Regions from separate parts of the Mus musculus genome. Here all the other regions are linked to region 3. The links are chromatin contacts, called in public Micro-C and promoter capture Hi-C maps. All regions are on one chromosome and are shown on one strand. Each heading gives the region's core, a stretch centred on a gene start, on an enhancer-like site or on the middle of the called end of the contact. The rest is flanking DNA. Distances are from core to core; before and after follow the strand shown.

Evidence for each region. Promoter capture Hi-C pulls out the DNA fragments that hold promoters and counts their contacts. Hi-C and Micro-C count contacts between places; a contact is called where the count stands out from the background.
Region 1: a contact with region 3 is called in a Micro-C map of embryonic stem cells, with 6 times the contacts expected there. The contact joins the promoter of Ccdc177 here to the promoter of Map3k9 in region 3. A contact is called at or near these places in 3 of 39 promoter capture datasets (embryonic stem cells, hippocampal neurons and liver), 1 of 15 datasets of contacts at CTCF or cohesin (embryonic stem cells), 3 of 484 Hi-C or Micro-C datasets (embryonic stem cells and pro-B cells) and 1 of 115 datasets of contacts at active chromatin or transcription factors (astrocytes).
Region 2: a promoter capture Hi-C map of embryonic stem cells shows a contact between it and region 3, with 2.7 times the contacts expected there. The contact joins the promoter of Zfyve1 here to the promoter of Map3k9 in region 3. A contact is called at or near these places in 1 of 39 promoter capture datasets (embryonic stem cells), 1 of 115 datasets of contacts at active chromatin or transcription factors (astrocytes) and 1 of 9 other capture datasets (macrophages).
Region 4: a contact with region 3 is called in a Micro-C map of embryonic stem cells, with 11 times the contacts expected there. The contact joins the promoter of Dpf3 here to the promoter of Map3k9 in region 3. A contact is called at or near these places in 2 of 484 Hi-C or Micro-C datasets (embryonic stem cells and pro-B cells) and 1 of 115 datasets of contacts at active chromatin or transcription factors (astrocytes).

What each region holds. Positions count from the first base shown.
Region 1 is chr12:80,759,396-80,762,343 of GRCm38.p6, forward strand. Ccdc177 (coiled-coil domain containing 177) reads right to left here and starts at 1,320. Exons shown (of 2, transcript NM_001008423.2): 1 at 1,002-1,320; 2 at 1-131. The coding sequence starts at 103.
Region 2 is chr12:83,595,697-83,598,568 of GRCm38.p6, forward strand. It overlaps Zfyve1 (zinc finger, FYVE domain containing 1), which reads right to left and starts at 1,526. Exons shown (of 12, transcript NM_183154.4): 1 at 1,301-1,526.
Region 3 is chr12:81,779,886-81,782,712 of GRCm38.p6, forward strand. Map3k9 (mitogen-activated protein kinase kinase kinase 9) reads right to left here and starts at 1,285. Exons shown (of 11, transcript NM_001174107.1): 1 at 605-1,285. The coding sequence starts at 989. It overlaps Gm46366 (a long non-coding RNA gene), which reads right to left. Exons shown (of 3, transcript XR_001780649.2): 3 at 2,135-2,664.
Region 4 is chr12:83,486,368-83,489,067 of GRCm38.p6, forward strand. It overlaps Dpf3 (D4, zinc and double PHD fingers, family 3), which reads right to left and starts at 1,369. Exons shown (of 11, transcript NM_001267625.1): 1 at 1,310-1,369. The coding sequence starts at 1,341.

The DNA of each region.
Region 1 (2,948 bases), core at 70-2,569, 1.0 Mb before region 3:
GGGCTCCCTGGGCATCGGGGGGCTCGGACGCTGTGGCCTCATCCCCTTCAGAGCCACCGGGCTCCGCTCCCTCTTTCTCCTCTTCTGGCACCGGGTCCACCATAGCTGAACCTCGTTCTTTGTTGGAGTCCCTGAGATGACAGAGGGGCGGGGGGACATAGAGGATCTGTGAGCTGTTCCTCCCTCCTCAGCCATATTTACCCCTCCCAACTTAATCCGATTTCAGATTAGGCTCAGGGGCCTGATGGAACGTAAATCCTAAAACTGATGCCCCAAAAACTCAGGCTGGGCAGTTGCGGTGGGGGGACGCTGGGCCTTAGACAGCAGCCTCAGTCTCCCTCAGACCTAGAATGCAGGGCCTTTCAGGAGACCACATTGGCGTGAGGCCCACTAGCTGCATCCCCTTCCTGCAAAGATTGAAGTGCAAGGAAGGCTGCAGCCAGCGAGGGAGGCGCTGGAGGATTCCCCGGAGGATTAGCTATTTGTTTGTAGCTTAGGCGGGCTGCTGGGATGCAGCTTTGCAAGAACACAAAAGGGGAAGGGGCCTGTGCATGCCAAAGTGCATTGCTGCGAGGGCCCCAGTTGCCTAGGAAGAAGTTTATGGTTGATTTCTCTCTACCAAAAGGACCCGGAGCGCAGGGCCCCCGGGAGATGGAAGGGCTGAAAAGAGTCTCCAAAGGCTTCTCCGAGTGGAGTGATGGATTCTTTCTCCAGCCTCTCCAGCGGGGCTTGCTGGGAGCTCTCTGCCTTCCTCTTCCTCCAGCCCCCACCCGGTGTTTGCTCAAGATGCACAAGGCACCTGAATCCTCCCAGATGCACCCGATCTCCAAGGCCGAATGTGTAGTTAAAGGTACCATCAACCCCAGTATGGTGGACTCAGACATCAGCCGCTGATGCTCACCAGTTTCCGCACCGCATCTCAGGGGAGTGGGCTCTTAGAGCGCCGTAAACCCTGCCGCTCCATTCTGGGAGCTGCTAGGTCTCCGAGCGGGTTCACTTACCCCAGGTCCGGGCTCCGGCCCCCTTGCCGAGGGCTTTTGTTCGCCTCTCGCTGCTCTCCCCGGCGCCTCTTCAGTCCCTGCGCCGGCGGGGTCGGGTTACTGCCGGCTGCAGCAGCCAGCGTCTCTCCATGGGAGACTACGAACTGGGAGCACACATCCCAGACGCTACCTACCCGGGGGAGGGGGAGTGCGACAAAGTCTCCCTAAAATAACGTAGCTCTGCTCCCTTGCTCACAACTGATTCTTAAAAAAGGAAGCTGGGTTCTTCCCTCGCCTCTGCATCCATCTCCACCTCTACCGCCAAGGTACCGCAGGTCTCTCGCTGCTCCTGGCGCCTCCTGGTGGCCACTTAAGGGTATTCATTTCTTTGCTTAGAGGACGACAAAGCAATTAAAAATACAGTAACTACACATGTATGCATATAAATGAATGCATGCATACATACGTAATACAGAGAGATGTGGACATAGCAGTTATCACCAGAAATCTAGTCTTTGGGCACCTTAGGCGGGTACAATGAAGGAATCAGTATATTTCTCAAAGGGATCTTAAGCAGACCAACAAGTCAGCAAGTAATTGGGTAGAAAGAGGGCACCTGGTCCAAATAGTGATTTTTATTTATTTAAGGAAAGCTAAGATGGGAGAACGAATGAGAACAAAGAATGATGCCACATTATGAAATTGCCATTACCTTGTTTGCTCACCTAAATAACTAAAAACAGTCGACAAAAACACACGGGTTCAGGCGGCAGAACACAAGTGACCAGCGGATGCTGCTTCCGAGTCGCTAGTTTCATACGATGAGACTGATCCTGATCGATGCCATGTAATGAGTGCTTTTTGATGACACCTCATCCTACCCTTCCATCGTGAGTGGTAGTGGCCAAAGACATCCCAGATTAGAATCCTCCAAGGAATGGGGGGGGGGGGGAGGTGTAGCATTAGAGAGTGTGGTGAACTATGATGCTAAAGAATCCGAAGGGCTGGTTGGTGGTGATGCCCGCCTTTGATCCCAGCACTCAGGAGGCAGAGGCAGGTGGAGCTCTGTGAGTTCAAGACCAGCCTGAGCTACAGAGTTCCAGGACAGCCAGGGCTACACAGAGAAACTAAACAAGCAAACAAAGGAAACCATGAGGGGAAAGTAAAGTTTTTGTTTTGTTTTGTTTTGTTTTGTTTTGTTTTGTTTTGGAAAGGGAAGGTTTTGAACAAGGAAATAATGCCGCAGATAGACTTTTTAGGAACATAACTCTAGCAACAACAGGGCAAGGCCCAAGAGACTAAGGAAGCAGTTGGGGAGGCACTGCAGGTACCCAGCACAGGGAATGTTGGAACCAGAAAGGGAGCGGTGGTAGGAAAGGAGGAAGGTGGGGGTTTGTAAATACAGTGGAAGGAACCACACTCAAAGCTTGGCTCTAGTGTGTGAAGTGAGGGATCAAGGATGGCTGCCTGGAGCAGTGGGATGCTGAGACAGACAGACAGACAGACAGACAGACAGACAGACACGGAAAGCGTGGATCCAGGAGGGAAGATTAGCTGGTATGGAATGCCAGTTATGGGCAGTTGCCCCTCTCCGTCATTAGAGTAGGACCATCCAACAGGTGGCTGGTTAAGTCATACTAGAGGTCTGGACTGGAACTAGATCGAGGATGTCACCATCTATGTAAGGTCCCTGTGATGGCTAGTTTTCTGTCCACTTGACACATGCTAGAGTCATTTAAGAAGAGGTGACCTCAACTGAGAAAATGCACCCCCAGACTACTCTGAAGGCAAGACTTGCATTTTCTTAATTAGCGATTGATGAGGGGGTGCCTGCCCATTGTGGGTGGTTTCACCTCTGGTGATTCTGGAGTGTGTAAGAAAGCAGGCTGAGTAAGCGTTCAGGAGCAAGCCAGTAAGCAGCAGCCTCTCGTCTTCTTACCTTGAGTTCCTGCCCTGACTTCCGCTTTC
Region 2 (2,872 bases), core at 276-2,775, 1.8 Mb after region 3:
CTGGCTACTAAACTAACTACAAAAACCAGCCTAGAGGCTCCTGCACAAGGGAGGCAGAGGCAGGTGGATCTCTGTGAGTTCCAGGCCAGCCAGGGCTACACAGAGAAGCCCTGTCTCAAATATGTGTAACAACAAAACACTTCTAGACCCAGAGCTTCTTAAAGATTTTGCTGGTTTGTTGGTAAAATGCTCTTCTCATTTCATTAAGCTCTGATTCAAAATCACTAAACAGACAGCTTTTAGGAGGCTAAGCCCTCTGCACCTGCTCCTTATATATGAGAAATGGAAAAGGAGGTCTGTAAAAAGCTAAGAAAAATATTGTAACAATAAATTCACACCACCCTCAAAGACCTCTACAAACCCAATTATCCTTATAAAATGGACTCTCTCAGCTCTAGTCGAGCAAAGGTCTAGTAAGGACTCTAAAATTGACAACAATAGTCCCAACTTCATTTTCAAAAACAGTAAGACAACTACTGAGCTTCCTCCTGTGCCTCCTCTCTACAGAGGAAGAGAACCGGCAGCAACAGGAGGCAGAATTCCAGCACTTAGGCGCACAGTAGAGCCAGGCCCTACAGTGAGTCAAAACAACTCATTTTCTCTTGTCACTCAAACACTTAAAACAAAACAAACCAAGTCAAAAACTTGGGAAGACAGGAAAGGGGGTTTTGGGTCACTAACGTAACTACACTCCTAATTCTCCCTACCTTTGCCTCCTATTCCAAGAGCACAACCAAGTGTAAAGTCCTCCTTTCAGATATTCACTCCTCCCTTTCAGTAGCCAATCTATCCATCTGATCTTCAGATAAACAAGGCAAGGGAGTAACCAGGGGACCTTATTTTCACCTTAACCTCAGACGTGTCCAGTCAGCTCCCAAAAGGGAAACAAAAATCAAAACTTGTCACTACTAAGAAAAACAGAAAACCAACCTTCAAAAGAACAGCTGACCCTCACCACCACCAGGCCAAGCAAACAATATGCCACTCGGAGCAAACCCCCCCCCCCCAAACCTCGACGCCTCTCTCCAATCCAGGGTCCCTCACCCACCTTGCTCCCGGACACCACCACCACAACCCAAGGGGTGGCAGCGGAGACGAAGAACAAAGAAGGCCCCCCAAATTTCACACAAACCCGCACATCCCGGAGCCGAATCCATTGTTTATGCCACCCCACCCCCACTCGAGCCGCACCCGTCCCCCCTTCCTCCTAGGAGCGACTGGAGGGAGCCCCGGGACCAGCACTCGCCCGGGGCTGGGCCAAGGCGCCCCCGCCCTCTCCGCCGCGGCCCACAGAGCCCACCCGGAGCAGTTCGGCCAAGGCAAGGCGGTGTGGGGGACGCGGATTGCCGACAGGACCCGGGCTGCTCTAGGGCCCCGGCGGATCCATCCTCAGCTCCATCTCCGCCCCCTCCTCCTCTGCTGCCTCCCAGGCTTCCTCCTCTCTTGTTGTCAGTTGGAATCAGCTGATCAGAGTGAACTTCTCCCAGCTCAGACCAACAGGAAGGCATGAACAGCGCAGCCCAGCTAGGGAGGAGCGGCCAGGGGCGGAGCGCGACGACGGGGAGCGGGAAGGGCGCTTGCGGCCTTTTGGGAGTTGTAGTTTTGGGGGGATTGTCGTTCTGCCCTACAGCCCTGAAATACAAGCTCCACATGACTACAATTCCCGATGGAAGCATCGTCGTTGCGAATAGGCGGGACAGACAAGCCTGAAAGCATTTCGGGACTTAGAGTCTCGGCCGGGGCTGAGGTTTTTGCAGGTTGCAGCGACTAGTTTAGGGCAGTGGCCCGGGAAGGAGTATTGTAAATTAAACAAAAGATATGATGTTCTATATAACCAGGAAATGGCACGGCACATTATTATTGTACATCTTTCCTTCAGAAATGCTCAAAGTGGAAAAATACCAGTAAACATTGAGAGGATATTACTATGCTTGAGGCTGTTTTGTTTTCCCTTCAAAGTTAATCAACTGTTAATTTTGTTCCAGCCTTATTCCTTTTCTGCCTTTTTCCATACATAGACATCATAACTTCTAATTTTTATATTGTGCAGAATAGTTACAGTACACACTCCAATAAAATTTAAGATAACAGTGTCTGTAATACTATTGTCTGATTTTTTTAATAATAGCTTTATATTTGTTTAGTACTTTCACTTTTTTCTCATTTATTTCTTGAGACAATATTGAGAGAAAATACAATGCATGGAAAAGATACTGGTCTGTAATGCCTAGGAAAACTAACTACATAGGTTGGTAGGGTAAATCACTCAGTCCTTCCATAAAATAAAGGAATTTTGCTGTGTAATTTCTGATGGCTCTGCCAATCTTAACATATGATTTTTATCTTGATAATGGTTAACCTGAGAGAGAAAACTAAGGTTAGGTTACTTGCCAAGGTACACAGCAAATTATTGACAACACTGGATAAGACCTCATCTTCTGATTCAAGAGGACACTCATAGATCTCAGGACATAATTAGATCAATAGTTAAGCCAAATCTACAAAATAGTGAATGAGCTATGTATACGGATTATATTGCTGAAAATTAACTCTTCATGACACAGAGCCAACAGCGGCAAACCTGGATGAACTTTTTATTTTTTTACCTGTACCACATCACCAACCAGGATAATAAGAACTAAGCCATCTACAATCACATTAAAAAGTGTTTACCAGAAATAAGATGGTGTATGGAGAAGAAGGGATTTTATAAAAGTTAAGCTAACAAGTTTTAAATAAGCCTGAGGTTGGTTGGCATGACAAAGGTTTTATCCCTAAGACTGCCTCTGTGGCTGTGTGTAGCTTTGCCAGATTATTTCATAACCTTGCTTATAAAGTAAATATATTGGTCTATGTGTGTCCCTCAAAAGAG
Region 3 (2,827 bases), core at 35-2,534:
TTGCCCCCTCCCCTTGTACACACCTTTCCTAACATAATATTCGGCAAGATTCCTCAGGGTACAACTTTGAAATACAGTACGAGAACCCAAGAAACCAACACGAGATTTCAAAGGCACCTGACTCCTGAGTTCACACACGCTTCCGGGACTTGTGAACCTGCCCAGGCAGGCGGGAGGCACCTCCACTCCTCTCTAGACAAATACCTTTAAGAGGCGGAGACAAGAAACAGAAAAGGTCCGCCGGGTCCTTGATTAGGGAACTAAGGTTACTGGTGACAGTAACCACCTGCTCTCCAAAACCCTTCCAGATCTGGAGGGGCACAAGGGGCGGGGGGGGCGGGGGGGGGTAAGGGGTTGGGACGTAAGGAGACTCCTGCTAGGGTTTCAAGAGTTGCTACTTGAGCGAGTCAGATGACGGTGAAGAAGCCCGGTGTTCCAGGCAGGGCCTGCGACTCTGGAGCTTCTGGGTAGCACCAGCTAAAGCCCCTGCAGCCAAAGTGCCCACCCATGCCCGGGCCAGTCGCTCCCCACTCGGGACTGCTCTTCGCCCATCCTTAGGCCTCAGCCCCCCGTCCCCACCGGGCACCGGTGCCCGCCTTCTTACGCTGAATGGGCGGGTAGCAGCTGGGGTCCTCGGCGCCCGGCTGGCAGCGGCTGGAGAAGGCGCTACGCGGGGTCACGTAGTTGCTGGGGAAGATGCCCACCCGCTGGTTCAGCTGTCCGGTCCACCAGCCCTCATCGCCGGACACCTGCGAGTCCTTGGACAGCACCTCTACCACATCGCCCAGCCGCAGGGTCAGCTCGTCCTCGCCCGCCGCCTCGTACTCGAACACAGCCGTCCAGTAGGGCAGCGCGGCGTGAGATCCCAGCTCGGCCGCCGCCTCCTCCTCGTCCTCCTCCTCTTCGGCCCCAGCGCCCGTGGCATCGTCCCCCGGCGGGGCGGCAGTGGCACTCGCCAGGCAGCCGAGAAGCGATCTGGAGGACTCCATGGAGCGGCTGGTCCATAGGGTGCGGGGCGGCCGCCCGCGGGAGCCGCCGCCGCCTATTGTTCATGCGGCTCGGCAGCGCTGGGGGCTCCGCGCCCCCGACGGCCGCCGCAGGTAGGGCCCGAGCAGGCTGGGCGCGCGAGAGTCGAGGACGCCCGGTGCGCACCGCGAGCGCGCACCGCGGACAGGGGCGCGGCGCAGTCCCGGCCGCCTGGCGCCCCCGCGGGCGGCCTCGCCCCTCGGCGGCTCCCACCTGCTCGTGCCGCCCGTGCCCGCCGCCCGCTGGCCGCTCCCTCCCCTCCCCGCCCCGTGCGCCCCGCCTCCCGCACGCCCGGGACCACCTGACGCGAGCCTGGCTCCGCCCCAGCCCTGCGGACCCGGGGGCGGGGCCTCCAGGATGGGCCCGCCTCCACAGCCAACCCATCCTCCCATTGGCCCGCCGCGGCTGTCCGTCTCCTGAGGGTGGCTGAGACCTCATTGGGTGGCTCCCGAAGGTGAGACCCAGCGTGCGTTCGGACAGTCCGAGCGGGCTGCGGAGCCCTCTGTCTTTTGTCCGCGCCGTTTGGTCCTACGGGCTGCGCCAATTCCCGGTTCAGATGGATCTGCTGTTCCCCTATTTGGCCACGGGGACCAGCTTACGTCCACTGTCGCCGCTACGCACACACTCACACCCCGGAACCTTATGGCTAGCGATGGAAGAACTCTTTCGATTGCTCTGCTGGCCTTAATGAAGACTGTGTTCATCTTTGTAAGAAGAAGTTCCTGGCCATTGTTATTAGAATTCCGAAAGGGGAGGTCTCCTAGTGGGGCTTCCGCAGGCTCGGGAAGTCATGCGGAACCAGCTAGTTTGCGCTTGCCTTGTGAAACTGGCTATATCTAGGACCCTGGTGACTGGATACCCAGTTTCCAAAGACTAAAGGAGTAAAGGCGGGTGCTGCCTGCCATTCTTGGGCAAGGGCTGACCTATGCTATGTCTTTTTGTTACCTGCCGCCACCACCCCCAAGGACCTTAACCTCTTTTACATGTTTTTAAGCCTGTCATAGCAATGGCTTCCATATTTCAGCCATGGTAACTACCAAACTGTATTTCCAAGACAGGCATTGATGTGATTTGTGTAACAAGAGTCAGTACTTCATTGTTTATTTGCTCATTTGTGGTTTTGAAGCAAGATCTTACTGGGTAGGCCATACTGGCCTCTCATTATCTCGCTGCCTCAACTGCCCAAGTCTTGGGATTACAGGCGTGTGCCAATGTGCCCCACCAGACCATTTTTGTTTCATTTTAATTTGAAGTTTAATATTAGGCAAACTGGAGCAATTTGAAAAAATAGCGAGGCAGCTACATGACCTTGGGCAGGTGCCATCTGTTTATCCTTGAAGTGAAGACCGTGGAGGGAAAAGCCTCCTGTGTTTTAGTTTTGGACATCCAGTGATTTGCAAGGGGCTGTGACTACATTGTAAAGGGAGACACTGTGCACATTTAAGGTCTTGGGAAAGGGATGAGATGGTACTGTTCAAGGAGCATCCAGACAGTCCTGGGGACGGAGATCCGGAAGTAAATCCCCTAACGCAGTCAAGTTTATAGGAGGGTCTAACATGTTCAATTCCTGGGAGGGTCAGTAAACTGGGAAATACATGCGTGAGTCTGGATAGATTCTCTTGATAGAAGCCACTCTGCCTACAAGAGGATGGGAAAGGGAAAATAGTGTTTAAACAAATATTTTATTTAATAAAATTTTCATGTGTGTGAGAAAGGAGTCTTACAAAGTAGATAACACACACACACACACCCTGGAGGGGCTGTAGAGATAGATGGCTTGGTGGTTGAGAGCATTGACTTC
Region 4 (2,700 bases), core at 119-2,618, 1.7 Mb after region 3:
GACGCTGTAGCGCGCAGCTAAAAGAGCCAAGATCGACCACTGACACACACCGGGAAGAATTGGCACTAAACACCCACGCTCACCCTCCGACTCCCACTGGCTTTCATCAGGGCGGGGAAGTCCTAGTACACCGGGCACCCACTGGGTGCCCACGCCGCGCCGCGATTCCCAAGGATCCACCCTCTGCCAACATGCCTGCCAATAGCGCCCCTTGAGAGCCACACTAGTTTTCCGAGGCCACCCCCGGCTCCGCGATCACCCGCGGACTTGCGGCTTCATATTCAGTCCACCGACTGGAAGAAGGAAGGAAGGAAGGAAGGAAGGAAGGAAGGAAGGAAGGAAGGAAGACCGGCGGGCAGGCAGCTCCGATCGGGAACCGGCCCCCGCGAGTCCTTGCGCAGCCCGCCCCCCTGTGTCCGCTCAAAGTCTCCGGGAGGCACCTGCCCCTCGCTGTCGCCAGAGCCCTCCACCGCCGCCTCCACCGCCTCGGCTTTTCACCCAGAGCAGGCAAGCACACCATTTATAAGACCTGCAGTTTCCCTGCCTCCATATCAACCCCAAGTTAACCCGGATCGTTAATTTACTAGAGCCAGTTAGCCTACAAATACACAGACACACCGGCGACCGCCCGGAGCGCCTGCCTGATCCCCGGCTGCCGGAGTGGAAAAGCCCGGGGCAAGCACCTGGGCCCCAGGACTCCCGGGACCCGCCGCTCCGCGCGCTGTCCTCCCAACTCCGGAAGGTTTACACAAACTCCCTGCGAGAGCTCGGAAGGCAGAGCGAACGCCCTGCAAAACTCCGCAGCCGCTGCGGTCCGTCTGCCCGCCTGGGTGGACGAGCAGCGGGGCCGGGAAGGTTCGGGCTTGGAGTGCAGGGCTCAGCCGAGCGCACGACGCGGTCTCTGCCCCGCGCTCCGGCCAGGCTCAGCCAACCCCGCGCTCTGGCCAGCCTCAGCCAGCTCCGCGCGGCGCCGGGAGAGGCAGGGGACTCCGAGAACCGTGAAGACCCGGGCTGCTCACGACCCCCGCAGCTCCTGAGCCGGCGCCGCCGCTCTGTGTTCCCTCCCGGTCCCGGTCAGCCAATTAAGCAGAACACAAATGTAACAATTTTCTTTTTGTTAATTGCATCTCCTGACATTTCTGCGCGCTGGGAGGAAAAAAAAAGATGAAGAAGTAAGAGCAGGAAGAAAAGAGGAGCCCGGGCGCAGCGGGAGGTGTCTGCGAGAGCCGGGCGCCGGCTGCGCTCCACAAGGCGCCTTTTTTTCATATTGAAACCACGCGGAATATGTACATTTTTTAGTCTTACTTACGCTTTCAGGGGGTTGTGAATGACAGTCGCCATTTTGCTACAATGTAACAGAATATTGTCTGTCTCAGAGTTCTAAAGGTTCGCTCAGGGGAAGCGGCAGGCCAATCAGAGCACGGGATACCGGCCTACCGGCCAATCGGCGCGGCTGGTCGCCAAGTGGGCGGGGCCTGCGTGGTGGTAGTTATTAGGGGAGCTGTCAAAGCCCAGAGGTCACTCCCTTTTGTAGAGCCCGAGAGCGAGCAGGTCTTAAAGGGGCAGTACCGTGTTAGTAGCGCCCTTTTAGATTGGAACTCGTGGAGACAACATGGGAGAGCATTCTCGCTTAGTTGGAGTCCCTACTTTGCTAAATAACTGCAGAGTTTGCGCTCCTGGACAAGAATATTTACATAGTGCCAACAAAACCACTTAACCCCATTCATTAGCTCTGGGCTTTGTAAATCACGGTTTTTAACCCCCGAGCTCCTTGTACACCACCGTGTTGCAGTGCAAAAAGTTGGAAGGCTGCAGTTTCCTCCAAGAAATTACTACTCGTGTTCCACTGTTTGCTAATAATGTTCTGGGTTCCGCGGCTGTTCAATATTCTTGTTCCCGAAGTGTTTTCTTGATCTCAGCCACCTTCCCCGGGCGGTTTCTGAGAACTGGAGAGTCCAGGACAGCAACTCCCTTCCTCCTGGAATGTCTCAGTGTCAGGCTTGCGGACAGCCACGGCTTTTGTTACGTAATTCACGGGTGGTCACTCCGCGCGGTCCCCTACGACCACCGTTCTCCACTGTCAACGATTCACACTGATCTGACATGGCCAGCTTGGGAGCGAAGTGAGACCTGGCGCTTTTTAGGCAGAAGGTTGGGGAAATTTTGAGGCAACTTTAGGAAACGCAGCTAGGGAAGTCAGTAACTATGCAAAAATTGTTAGAGCCTGAGGTAGGTGTTGCCTGAGTCCCCTCTGGGAACGGCTCTGAGAATTCAGGCGTCACCTTTCTGGACTAAGATAGGAGGTGAAAAGAATTTGCAAGTGAATGTTCAGACGTGACTCCTGGCTTCCCCAGTATGCGGCTGCTCAGAATCTGATAAACCCCAGAAGAAACTGAGAGACTTCTGCGAACTCAGACTTCCACGGAGCACAGGGAGACTCGGAGTGGGCGAAAACTCATGAAATCACTTAGAGGGCACAGGCATCGTTAGCTTATAGAAGCCGGGCTATGGCCCCCTTGGCTGTTTAATCAGGTCAAATAGCTGGGGGCTGGGAAGTGAAAAGGAAACCGAGAGATGCTGAATTGCAGTTCACAATTCCACCTGCTCTCGCCTTTTACGACTCTCGATGAATAAAGTAAAATACAATTACAAAGCAGTCCAGAACTTTCAGATTCCAGCTCCATTCACTATTAGAGTTAC